Linked DNA regions of Gossypium hirsutum: region 1 is linked to region 2. The links are chromatin contacts, called in public Hi-C maps. All regions are on one chromosome and are shown on one strand. Each heading gives the region's core, a stretch centred on a gene start, on an enhancer-like site or on the middle of the called end of the contact. The rest is flanking DNA. Distances are from core to core; before and after follow the strand shown. Region 1 holds the start of LOC107948921 (probable LRR receptor-like serine/threonine-protein kinase At3g47570). Region 2 holds the start of LOC107948922 (L-type lectin-domain containing receptor kinase S.4).

Evidence for each region. A called contact is a pair of places that touch in the nucleus more often than the background predicts.
Region 1: a contact with region 2 is called in a Hi-C map of leaf, with 2.3 times the contacts expected there. The contact joins the promoter of LOC107948921 here to the promoter of LOC107948922 in region 2. A contact is called at or near these places in 6 of 34 Hi-C or Micro-C datasets (callus, hypocotyl and leaf).

What each region holds. Positions count from the first base shown.
Region 1 is chrA04:73,937,018-73,944,260 of Gossypium_hirsutum_v2.1, reverse strand. It overlaps LOC107948921 (probable LRR receptor-like serine/threonine-protein kinase At3g47570), which reads left to right and starts at 5,783. Exons shown (of 2, transcript XM_041111374.1): 1 at 5,783-7,243. The coding sequence starts at 6,076.
Region 2 is chrA04:73,772,618-73,779,475 of Gossypium_hirsutum_v2.1, reverse strand. It overlaps LOC107948922 (L-type lectin-domain containing receptor kinase S.4), which reads left to right and starts at 1,284. Exons shown (of 1, transcript XM_016883585.2): 1 at 1,284-4,097. The coding sequence starts at 1,836. The coding sequence ends at 3,875. It overlaps LOC107948924 (subtilisin inhibitor), which reads right to left and starts at 5,692. Exons shown (of 2, transcript XM_016883586.2): 1 at 5,381-5,692; 2 at 4,905-5,283. The coding sequence starts at 5,456. The coding sequence ends at 5,054.

The DNA of each region.
Region 1 (7,243 bases), core at 4,534-7,033, 160 kb before region 2:
TAATTTTATAATTTTAATAAAATATAAGTTCTTTTGAATAAAGTGGAATAGAAATAATGCAACATCGTTTCATTACAGCAATTATCAACTATTTCGGTTTGAACTTGATCAAATTGTATAACTTGGGGTCCTATACCATCCACACAACTTCTTTTGGTTCGTTCTTTCTCGGATATCTATATTATTACGTATTCTACTCGAGCAAGGTTGACCTTTTGGTTTGCGATGTAATTATCTATCCGGTAACAACTTAAACGGAGCAAGCGATATAGACAGCCACTTACGTTCATTTGGGACCAGTGGAAATACGTGTCTCCACATATTTTACATGTTTACTACTTTGTACACTTCATCAACACATCTCATGGGATCTAAACTGAGATTCTAACAAGCTGCAATTGCATGAACGCATGAATAACGAAATGCGTCAAACGTCCCACAATCGCAGGTCCTATTTATCAGGTGTACACGATATTGCCCGCCGGTGATACATTGGGTCGGCCTGTCAAACTCTGTCACACGAAACCATAGGTTGTCACGATCGTGACACACAGTGTACATTGTGTTGGCCCGTGCCTTCGCCTTGTTAATTTCTTGCAATACCTTCCGTAACCATTCATAGCCTCCCTGCATTTGGCCTTTATAACTCGCTGCTCACTTTGGAAATAGTGTTGCCAAATAAAAATATGTCTCTCGCACAATCGAGGTTATCGGTAAATGACGCGTTCCTTTTAGAATAAAAATTATGCATTCAGCCAGGTTTGTGGTTATATGACCATATTGTAAGCCGTCATCGTATGCTTGTGTCCACTATTCGTTGGGTATGTTACAGAAGTAGTCTGCTCCTTGATCATTAACTGAACGCAAAATCCCCAACATCTCATGAAAACAGTCCTTATTGATCTTGTACCCTGCCAATATAAGTTGATAGTGAAAATTACATACCAATATTCCATTCAGAATAAATTGAATATTACAATCAAAAGTATATTAATAGAGATTAAATACCTATGTTGGTCACTTCCTTTTGTTTAGTCGTAGATCGATATTACCCGTAATAATTGGATGCAACGTGCCTTAGACAATAACGATGGTGTGTGTGATCTCATAGGCTTCCATGTCACTCAATTGCGGCTAGTATTCTAATGCCCCGATCCAATATAATGCAGATATCAGGTTGGGGGCGTACATGCCTTCTTAACCTAGAAAGAAAGAAATCCCAATCATCAGCTGACTCCCCATGTGTTATTGCAAACACAATTGGAAGGATTCTCTTACCGCCATCCTGTACCACAACTAGCAATAGCAGATGGGTATATCCATCATACATAAATGTACCATCAATTTGTACCAATGGCTTGCAGTACACAAATGCGTCTCGACATTGCTTAAAGCTCCAGAACAGACGTTTGAACATTTGGCATCCACGGAGCAATCGGTCGTTGTAGTACGCAGGGACCGTTTCAAACTCTGTCATGCAACCTGAGACGTACCTCTCTAGCACCTGACACCATTATCAAATCTCATTATATGAAGCGTCCCACCCATTATGCATCTTTTCCAATGCCTTTTGCTTAGCTATCCAAGCCTTGCAGTAAGAGGGCGTGTACCTTATTTGGCTATGAATACTAGCAATTATGCATGACACAGAAGTCCTGGGATCCGCCTTCAAAATTAGTAGTATTAAACTAGCTATCATGCCTAAATCCATCTTGGGATGATTTTGTGAAACACCTGTCAAGGAAGTATGTTAAATAATGCAAATTAAGTAATAACGTTATTATTCAAAACCCAAAAAACCCAGTGATACTGTACTGGCAACACAAGTATGTGGACCTTTATACTTTTTTATCTCCCACAAGCTTGTCTTTTTTCTTAAAAAATCCATTATTATTTTCCATGAACATTTACCGTCTTGCATTGCACACTTGGCCTCGAACTTCTCGGATTTAGATTTAACCACGTTTAATTAACCCCGTGATTGATGCTACGTTGTTTCAAAGCTCCAAGAAAACTATCCTTATTGGAAAACTTCTTACCAACTTCCAAATCACCCGAATCCAATGTCGAACCTGTACAGTCACGCATTCTGTGTGGTAGATCTGAAAACTCCAACGCATCATCTACCGATATATCGACATTATGTATGTGGGCTAGAGGCGAGTACGCATTGAATCGGATCTTCTTCTTCTTCATCTAAACCCCCTTCAACGTCTTCAGGTTCGGATGGAACAAGCTCTGGTTCAGAAAATAATGCAACTTCTACACCATTGGGGTCGGCCTCTTGAGGTGGATCCACATTGAACTTGTCATCCAACCCACCATCATCTGCAACGTACGAGGTCCCCTCGTCGGTGGACGTCATAGGGAGTACATTATCTCTTCTTGTGGTCATTTCGTAACGTCCCCAATCATATATAGATTACCAACCACTAGAAGTTGATGTTGTTCCCTAACATGTATTTCTAGCATTGAACATTAACCCATCGATGTGCATGTCTCATCCACTAACTAAGTGTCGTGCAGGAGTTGTGTTTTCCATACTGCCACCAAATAAGGGCGTTTCTGTGTTCTACCTCCCACTAACGGAGTTTCGGCTAAGGGTCGTGTATTCCTCTCGAACAATAGTTGATGTTGAATTTGCAAATGTTTCATTTGGCGATAAAAATTGAACATATAACTCAAGATAGGGTGATTCACTAGCGAGATGAGTCTGCACCATCGCCTTAAAGCTACGAACACCTTTGATATCAAATGAGTCATATGTCACGGGATCAATCGAAGCACAAAATCGATACTTAATAGAAGAAACCCTACTTGGCGTTGTTTCGAAGATTTTGCACTTAATTCTTTTACGAAATTCTGTAAAATCTATACTCTGGTTAAAAGCCATTCGCACTGTGTTCTTTGATAAAAAAACAACGTCGTTCTCTATGTCACAGACCTTACCACCATAGTAAATAACAACACTAATACATTCACTCATCTTCAATTTCTATTCTGCTTAGCCTCTCTAATTTTTCTTGTTGATACTTATGCAACCTGAGAATGATATTTGCCTCGTTTATAGCCTAAGGCCAAGTATGAGCTACTATAGAAAAAGAGCGTCCACGTGGGAGCTTTTTTTAGAAATTTTGCTGACATTGCATCCTGCTTGAAGTGTTTTTGACACTATTTGTTCAGAAACGTCTTCTCAAAATTATTTTTTCAGGAACAACTATAGCAAAAGAGCGTCCACATGGGAGCTGTTTCTGTATTTTTGCTGACAGTGCATCCTGCTTACAGCATTTTTGACACTATTTGTTCAGAAACGTCTTTTCAAAATTATTTTTTCATGGTAAAAATAGTCAATTTTGTTAAAAAAATAAACATAATGTTATTTTAAAAAAACTAAACCCTAATTTAATTAATTTTAACCCCAAACCCTAATTTAATTTATTTAAAATCTTAGAACCCTAATTTAATTAATTTTAAACAAAAAATATAAACCTTAATTTAATAAACTCGAAATGCTAATTTAATTTATTTTAAACCCTAACTTAATTTATTTAAAATCCTAACTTACTTAATCTATTTAAAAAATATAAACCCTAATTTAATAAATCCTAAACCCTAATTTAATTTATTTAAAATAGTAACTTAATTTATTTAAAATCCTAGAACCCTAATTTACTTAATCTATTTAAAACCATAAACCCTAAGCCCTAATTTATTTAAAACCCTAACTTAATTTATTTAAAAACCATTAACCCTAATTTAAATAATTTTTATAAAATAACACTAAATCCTTATTTATTTTTAAAAACTATTAAAATTTTAAAACCCTAACTTGTTTTAACAAAAACCTAAATACTAAACGCTAACTTATTTTACCAAAATCCTAACCCTAAAAGCCCTAAAAACCCCATAGGGACTAAACATGCAAATATCCCTAACATCTAAAAACACGGAGAAAATTGCTCCCTTGAGGAAGCGTTTTTCACCACGTTAGCAAAACGCTTCCACGTAAGGGCATTTTTGGTTGATGTGGCAAAAAACGCTTCCTCAAAGGAGCGATTTCCTGGCTTTTCCCCTAAAACGTGGCCACGTAGGCGCTTTTAGTAAAAATTGGCCCTTTCCGGTAAATAATGGTATAATTGGTCCATTTCCGTAAATATGCATGGAAAATAGTTTTTTTAGGTAATTTAGTCATATAAAAGATGATTATTTAAAAATTTAAAATTTTAACACGAAAATTTATGTATATATATTAAAGTTAAATATTTTAAAAGACTATTTGATTAATCATGTTTAACAATTTTAGAGTTGGTTGAGATTTATATGTTAATGTTTGTTAAATCCATAAAAAATAATATTTTTATGTTTAAATAATAGTATAGGGAGTAGGATTGATCCCACAGAGATTGGAATATCTAAAATTGTTGTTTGGCTCAACCAGATTGAGTCTAGCTAGTTATCATGCTCACGACATGTGACTCTTGTGCAAAAATACAAAAGGGAAATTTAAATTTGATAAAAGTAGAAATAATAAATATAATTGAAATCGGAATAAGAGTAAAAATAAGCAGAAACAAAATTTAATTAAATAAACCGATATAATAAAATCAAATAATAAAAAAATCAACGATGTTGTTGACTTTTCAATCTTGCTTTTGTAACTAATAAAAGAACCAAATAGAATACTTAAAACTAGCCCATTTTTTTTTTTACAAATACAGGTTTCTAATTTAATTCATATATTGGACAAATTATCATATATAACATTAAAAATCTCCATCGATTCTTTCTAATCAAACTTTCCAATTTGTTATTATACTCCCAAGAAGTAGAAAGAACTCATTTAAGATTTAATTAAAATAAGCAGACTAAACATGTAAATTAGACTGTTATCATATACAAAAAAATATTTATATATTATATTAAAAGAAGTGAATTTAAATATATTAAAACATATTATCTGAATTAAAATAGAATTATAAATTATTGTAAAAGAATAGGTTTAAAAAGAGAAAAGAAAATGAAAACCATTGGTTGGTTGGAATATGGATTTTGAGCTTTAGAGAACAATGGATGTCCACTTAAATAGAAAATATCCTATTTAATGCAAGCAGCTATATCTGACTGACCAAATGTCCCATATTTGAGTTAATAAAATATATAACCCACCATCTATAATGTCGGTTGGTAATCATTTCTTGAAAACTTGCGTATTCTAGAGTGAAGAGAAATAAAAAGAAATCATTTTATCTATCTTTTCGAACTGGGACTCCATTCATCCATGTCAACCATTGACTTTAAATACCGGAAATTTTGACAACCCACTCAAAGTTTGAACGCAATATGGCTTCTCGTTGAAAGTCTTCAATCATGGTTGTGAAATCGTAATCGAATTGTTCAAAAGTCTCAGCTGGATCTTTTCCTGCAAAAAATAACCTCTGGGTTCACGTGAAATTTCCTCACTACTTTTACTATATGCCTTGTTAAATTTATAGGCATATATAAATCCGATTAAGGGAGATTACAATGTGACTTCGAGGGTGAACACCCATTACTTAGAAACCAAATATTGAAGTTGAAAGAATATTTGAAACAACTTGACTTAGAGAGGATAATCTGTATTTTTATTTTTGAAATTACAGACAACATCCTTATTTAATTATTATTATTATTTTTTTTTTAAAAGTAAATGGCGAAAAGACTCATAAAAGTTATTTCCATTCTTAAAAACATAGTTATGGTAAATAACCTACAACCTTTGCCTCATATATAGATAAATCTAACTCCATTTAAAGGACATCAACATGCAGGCAAATACGTTCAAAGCAATGATGTGAGTTCACATTCTTATAAGAAAAGATTGATTGTGATGGTGACAAATAATTAAAACCCCAAATTCAACGGTTTTCTTGTGGCCTAGAGTCAGCACTGTTTACTATCAACCTGGCTTGATTTGCAGTAACCATAAGCAACTACTTAAATATATACTTACGTCAGAAACTTCAGTATTTCAATTACTTGAAATTTGTTATAAACCCATCCTCCACCTCAATGTAGCCAAGCCTAAAGTAAACAGAAATGTCCACAAAAACCATCATTCTGATTCTCATCTGCCTCACTTTCCATCCACTGCTGGGTGGTTCCCAAGGCTTGCCAAGGTTCAACAACAATACGGACCAGGAATCGCTTCTTGTATTCAAGTCTCGGATAACTGATGATCCTCTTGGGGTTCTTGAGACGTGGAATCCCAGTTCTTCCTTGTGCAACTGGACTAGTGTAAATTGTAATGTCACTAAACAGAGAGTTACAAGTATCAACCTTGAAAACCTTGGCCTTGTGGGTACTATTGCTCCTCACATTGGTAACCTTTCTTTTCTTAGCTACCTCAACCTTCAAAACAACAGTTTTTCTGGAAGCCTTCCACAAGAAATTGGTCAGCTTTTCCGATTGAGAACACTCATTCTAGCTTCTAATCGAATTCGAGGAACAATACCGGCATCGTTAAGTTTATGTTCAAAGTTGTCTTATCTTGATCTGTCAATCAACATACTCGAAGGAACCATTCCAAACGAATTAGGTGCACTTTCAGAGCTTGAAGATGTATCCTTCATGCAAAATTTTCTCACAGGTCCTATTCCATCTTCTTTTGGGAATCTCTCTTCTTTGTCAAATCTAATTCTGAGGTCAAACAGCTTGAAAGGGCCTATACCAGAAGGGTTGGGTCGCCTTCCCTTCTTAATCAATCTTCAAATTGGCCTTAACAATATCTCTGGTGAAATCCCATGTTCATTATTCAATAGTTCCTCGTTGATTGTCATAGCCATGGCTGTTAATAGACTCACTGGTACCCTTCCCCGAGATACGTTTACTAATCAAACCAGCTTAACCACCTTTTTCGTGGGAGGGAATCTCTTGTCTGGTCGCATACCACCATCCATAGGCAATGCTTCAAGCTTAACTCGAGTTGATCTCGCAAACAACAGTTTCAGTGGCCAAATCCCATGGCTAGGGAACCTGCCAAACATTCAAATATTGAGCTTACAGAGTAATCAGCTGGTTAATGATGGAGCGGGTGGCATGGATTTCCTAGCTTCTTTGGCAAACTCTACCCAACTTCAAGTATTCTCCGTGGCGGAAAACCAGCTTACTGGTAAGCTTCCATCTTCCATAGGCAACCTCTCTAGACAACTTTCATTGTTGGTGATGAACAACAACTTTTTCCATGGAAGCTTGCCAGGAGAAATAA
Region 2 (6,858 bases), core at 35-2,534:
TGGGTTCCAAGTTCTCAAGCAAAAGAAACTCTTCAACAGATGTAGTTAAAAATGAGAAGGGAAGGGGAAAGGTTTTTTTGATTTTAGGATTTTTCTTGTTGCTTTTATTTATTAGGATTTGAATTGAGGAGCTTCAGTTCATGTGAGGTCTAGATGTTTGTTTAGGGAGTAGGATTAACTGCCCAAGGCACCACCCACAGGATGCAATGAATATAGGGACAGGTGGCGTGATTTAGGAAGCCTAAGGGCTGATTAAGAAAATGTTCTATTTTTCTTTGTTTTGACTCAAATTTCTCTAATTAATGCATAATGGAAGCTTAATGTTTCAAAAAAAATTTAAATTTAATAGAATTAACACTTATTATTTAAAAATATTATTTTTGTTTAATAAAATTATATTTTGAAAGTTTTTTATGATTATAATGAAATATTTTGTATGGACCTGATTTATTTATGAATAATCATATCATTTTTTAAATAATAAATGTTAATTTCGTTTCAATTTATGGATTAAATTGATCTATTTAATAATAAATGAACTCATTTGATCAAATCTTTATAATAGAAGAATTTGATAAATACATTTATCATTATTATAAATATTAAATTAAACAATTAATTCAACGATGAATTATAAGATGAAGGCTGTGTTTAGCATTACTTTTTAAAATCACTTTTAATATAAAAACCACTTTTAAAGCAAAATAAATACTAAACAAATAACTTTTGAAGGAAATTTTTGACTTTTCAAAAGTACTCTTCCTAAAGTAGAAGTTAAAATTTTTAACTTTTCTATCTAAAAAGTACTTTTGACAGCTTAATTACGATCTCATTCATCAAGCATATGATACTTTCCTTTCTCTAGTTAATTGCTTAAAAAATATTTAAAATTTATTTTTTATATATTAAAATATTAACAACAAATTATAATAAATTATTTTTTATATTCTTATTAAAATATCATAATATTAACTAATTTAAACATTATTTAAATGCTTATTTATTACTTTATAATACACTATCTAAATAGACAATTTATTTCTAAAAACACATTTTAGCAATATTTATCAAAATCACTTATCATGAACACTTCTTAAAAATAATGCTAAAGTAAAGTAACATTACCGTTACATCCTTGTTATCCATTATAATTGTTTTAAGTTAAAGAGTAAAAAAGGATCATTTTGCCGGGAAAAACTCTTGTCCTCAGCCTGCCTGCTTTCTTGAATGCCTTGAGTTTGAATAAACAAAGCTTTAGTCCTCTGTTGGCTCTTGGCTGCATCAAGGAGAATATTTTATTTTTAATTTTCAACAGAAAAATACAATTTGAGAATGGAAGATTAGCAATAAACTTGAATCCCCTTCGAGTTTGTTTTAAATCAACTTCGGAAGTCAAATAAATTCCTTTCCAAGGTCTAAAAGGGTAACTGATGTGGGCTAATCCGGAAAAAAAGAAAAGGCACCCATAAATGAAACCCTCTTCTGCTCGGTGTGGTCTGTGCCAGAACCTGACCAAATTCCAGAACACGCGTCACCATCTGTTGCACTTCCTCTCTATCTATAGCTGTTGGCCCATATATGTGTTATACCCAAATTGGTGCCCAATGTTTCGAGCTTTCTGCTTGGAAACCCTTCACTGGCCCTTCTAATCTCTATCATTATCATGAGATCTCTTTCAAGTTTCCACTACTCTTTCAACAAAAACCACACCTAAAAGGTGCTCTCAATATTGTTTCTTCAAGGCTTAAATTAAAATTCCCATCTCTCTCACGTTTATTTTTTCAATTTCTCATCCTTTTTCTTTACCCTGATTCCATCTCTCGTTTGCCCTTAACATGGCTTATTTCCTCCTACTTTTCTTTCTCTTTATCTCAGCTGCTTCTTCACAGTCCACCGAGGTGTTCTTCCCTGGATTCAAAGGCTTAAACCCCAGCAACTTAACAGTAACAGGGATTGCACGGATTGATAAACATGGCATTCTCTGCTTAACAAATGACACCAGTCGTCTACAGGGTCATGCTTTTTACAACTCTCCATTTAGATTCAAGAAATCCAGCAATGGGCAAGCTTTTTCCTTTTCCACCTCTTTTGCTTTCGTTATAGTTCCTGAGTATTTAAAGCTAGGTGGGCATGGCCTTGCTTTCACAATCGCCACTTCTAGAGATCTGAAAGCACTTCCAAGTCAGTATCTAGGAATCCTTAACGCAACTGATAATGGGAACCTCACAAACCATCTGGTTGCAGTAGAGTTCGACACGGTGCAGGATTTTGAGTTCCAGGACATCAATGACAACCATATTGGCATCGACATCAACAGCATGGTGTCAAATGCTTCGGCTCCTGCCGCTTACTTCACCGATGTTTCCACGAAGCAAAATCTTACTCTCAAAAGTGGAAACCCTATCCAAGTTTGGATCGATTATGATTCAGTTGAAAACGTCTTCAATGTAACCATCGCACCGAATTCGACAAGACCCAGATTGCCGATCTTGTCGTATCATGTAGATCTTTCACCGTTTCTTCAAGAGTTTATGTACGTTGGTTTCTCAGCTTCAACAGGGTTACTTGCTAGCTCGCATTATGTTTTAGGTTGGAGCTTTAAAATCAATGGACAAGCTCAGGCTCTCGATCTATCTTCTCTGCGTTCGCTCCCCGGACCACTAAAAAAGCATACAGCTTTAACAGTTGGTGTCTCTGTTTCCTGTGTCATTCTTGTCATAATTGCTGTCTCCATTGTCATTTATATCATTATCAAAATTAAAAACGCTGATGTGATTGAAGATTGGGAGCTGGAGATTGGACCACAAAGATATTCTTATGGAGAACTCAAGAAAGCAACCAATGGTTTCAGTGACAAAAACTTACTTGGTCAAGGTGGATTTGGCAGAGTTTACAAAGGAACGCTTCGAAATTCAAAGACTGAAGTTGCTGTGAAGCGAGTTTCTCATGAATCGAAGCAGGGTTTGCGTGAATTCGTATCAGAAATTGCTAGTATTGGAAGGCTTCGCCACAGGAACTTGGTTCAGTTACTGGGATGGTGCAGGAGAAGAGGTGATCTTCTTCTTGTTTATGATTTCATGGCTAATGGCAGCTTAGATCAGTTTTTGTTTGATGAGCCTAAAATAATCTTGAATTGGGAGCAAAGATTCAGTATTATCAAAGGTGTTGCTTCGGGTCTTATTTATTTACACGAAGGCTATGAACAAATTGTGATTCATAGAGATGTTAAGGCAAGTAACGTGTTATTAGATAATGAATTGAATGGAAGATTAGGAGATTTTGGCCTTGCAAGATTGTACGAACACGGTTCAAATCCGGGGACAACTCGGGTGGTTGGTACATTGGGATATCTAGCACCAGAGCTACCCAAGACAGGAAAGGCCACAACGTGCTCCGATGTCTTTGCTTTTGGTGCATTATTGCTTGAAGTTGCTTGTGGGCGTAGGCCAATTGAGCCGAAGGCCTTGCCTGAGGAATTAGTGTTGGTTGATTGGGTATGGGAGAAGTTCATACAAGGGAGACTCCTTGATGTGGCAGACATTAGGCTGAATGGCAAATATGATGAAGGTGAAATGTCGATGGTGCTTAAATTAGGCCTAATGTGTTCAAATGACATGCCGGTGGCACGGCCTACCATGAGGCATGTAGTGAGGTATCTAGATGGAGAGGCTGAACTGCCGGAAAGTTTGAGGCCGCCGGCATCATTTGACGGCAATAAAGGGTATGCAGAAGGGTTTGATGCTTTTGTGAATTCATTTGCGTCCTCATCTTTTGATAAAATGAGTTCAAATTCATTCATGGAAACTGGTAATGTTGCTACTAGTTTTGCTTCTCTTTCAACCTCTCCACTTTCCCTTCTTAGAGAAACTAGATAGTGTCTGAAACAGTTTTTTTCTTCTTCTTCTTTTTTTATCAATATATATTTTCTTCAATGACTGAGCTTGTATCATATGCAAAACTATGGGACATTTAACAAAGGGAAACAAAGACATTGATGTTTCACATGTTTGTAGCATCCTTAATTGCTTTATCTTCTGTAGCAAACTATGGTCGGGAAAAGTGTGATGTCATTAATAATTCTTTTTCTTACTAAGCTACCTCTGTATTTGTGATTTAACATCTGATGTCCTTTTATATTTTACGAGCATTATTGTCGTTAACTAGAATGTCTTAATTATGATTAATAGATGTCTAAAACTTTCCTTATTTTGGGAAGAAAGTAAGTTCCATAAAAATGTTGGAATTCGTAATTAGAAACTGGACTGCAAATTCACTAAGATTTAAAGGTAATACGGAACTTCATAAGCCTGAGATTGAAATGAGTATTAATTAAAACTGCGCAGACTTGCCATTCATTGGCTAAACATATGGAACAGTACTTCAAATATTGGGCTTAAGAAAGAAAAAAACAAAACAGAAGACCAATGTTAGGGTCATGACCATGTGCTAACTCTACCCTCTTGATATCAATTGTATATTTATGATTGAAAGAGGCCATGGAAATAGTGGGGTTGTTACAGTTAGAATCTTCTACTAGTGGCCTAGTGGCGCAGTGGGAGTTTGACATTTTAATAGGCAAACAAAAATACCCAAAGAACAAGACTCAAGATCACCACAGATAGATATCAGACAAAACCAAGACACACCAAATGAACCACCAACACCAAACCCATGGCTAAAATAAGCAAAAGGGGAGAAGACATTTGACGGTTTCCTTTTCTTTTATGGATGAAGAAGAAAAAGGTGATTGAATGCTGTCCATACTTCAGTACTTCACTACATTGATATAAGATGCTAAAACAATATCTCGGGGGACCACTTCTATCTTGCTTCATCTATTTTCTATTATGACCATCATCCAGTTGAATTTTCTGACTTTCCTACCCCATAACAAGAGAATCATCTGATTTCAACTATTCAACTCCAAATGAAAGTTCCAAGTTTTATTACATACGTTCATGCAAAAGTTTTGCTCATTGTTTACCTGTGATTCTAATGATGTCTTAACAACTATGACGTTGTAATATTATTCTCGAAAGCAAACAAGTTAGATTTAGCCAATTCTTGGAGGCCTTTCAACTTTTCCTGAATGGTCAAGATATAATCGAACCCTTCCATGGTTGAAATCCATGGTAACAAAGCAATTAGCTTGGACCACCTGAATCTGGACTCTTGGCATGTCTTCCTTGATCTTTCTCTCTGCTTCCTCAGGGGTAAGGCCTACTAACTCAGGCCATTCCATTTTCGGAGCAGTGCTTGGTCCAAGCAATGTCCCATAAGTTCCTGCATTTAACATCCTATAAATGAGTCTACCACTAACTATCAAATTATAACTCAAATAATTTGAATGATCTAAGACGATGGGAGGCGACCAACTTACTTGGTAAAACCGGCGCTGAGTCTGTTAATTCACCAGGTTGTTTGTCAGAGGGTTCAGTTTGCTGCTTCTCAGCCATGGAAAAGCAATGGTATATTTGGTGACTTATGAAGGGACGGGGGGGTTCTTGTTTAAATGTCCTCTTCTTGATTGATTTTATCAAAGTTCAATCTTTGGTTTTGCCACATGGAGAGTTTTCCTGACAACTCCTTCATATGGCGGGCATGGAATTTGATTATTACTATGCGGTGCACGACAAGAATGTCACTCGTCCTGCCAGGAATAAGGCCGGCTTGTTAATGTTGACTCTCTTGTGAAATTGAAAATTTTATTAGGCTTGAAATGCAGGGACGATGGTCAGTGGCCCAAAAGTATGAACCTTCACAAGAATGTTAAATCTTCATGAAAGGCTTGTTTAAAACACCACATCCGCTAGGCCCAAAATAATTTGATATCAAAATGTTCATGAAACCATGGCCCGTCTAATCAGCACATCCACATTGGACTGGCCCGACAGTTTGATCTCTCTGGGTCAATTATGCAACTAAATTTAATTGGATTATGAAATACTCACGATATAGATGAAAAAAAAATTATGTAAAAATATATTTATAAAAAAATTACTTCAAACACAAATAAGATTTTAGTTGAAATGACAAAATTTGAAGCTAAGGATGACAAAATTTGAAACATCCAATAAATTTTGAACTAATCCTTTTATTTTTTGGAAAAATGGATGTGACATGATATGCAATAAATTTTTTTGGACAATGGATATGGAGTAGTTATAACAATTGTTTATCCTGCCCTACTATATAAAACTATCATTTTGTCATATATATATATAACAATGAACAAGATAAAAATGTAAAAAAAAAGTGTTATAAGAAAACCTCGTATATTTCAAGTTAAAATATTTAAAAAAAAATTATGGTCAAATATTTATTTTTCTTTAAAAAATTGAAAATAGTAGAAATAACTAGTAAAAATTAAACTGAAGCGAAGCAGGACAAGAATGGATGCATCCAATATTCATGGAGATTGTAATTGTCTTTAACATTACACATCCGACCTTTTCGTTCCGCTTATAATAAAAGTATATAAAATTGATGATTGAGATTTAATCACAAACCTATAATATTAAATTATATTATAGTTTTTTTACAATGAAATACTTAACAAGTACTCTAAGAATTGTACCCTTGGGAAGAATTGTACCCTTGGGGAGAATTATTGGCTAAATCCTTTGCTAAATTCGAACACTCGAGCACTACTGAAGTAAATTACCAATCTAATCGAATTGAGAGTTATCAACCTAGCCGATTAACATTTCCATTAGGTTTACATTAAGCATTAAAATACTAAAAGCTAAAATCAACTCTCAACTAATAACTTCACCAACAAGCTTAAGTAATTGTAGATTGATTCACCTAATGACTATGGAACGAAATGCTAAATTAAATCCTTGTAAGATCACTAGC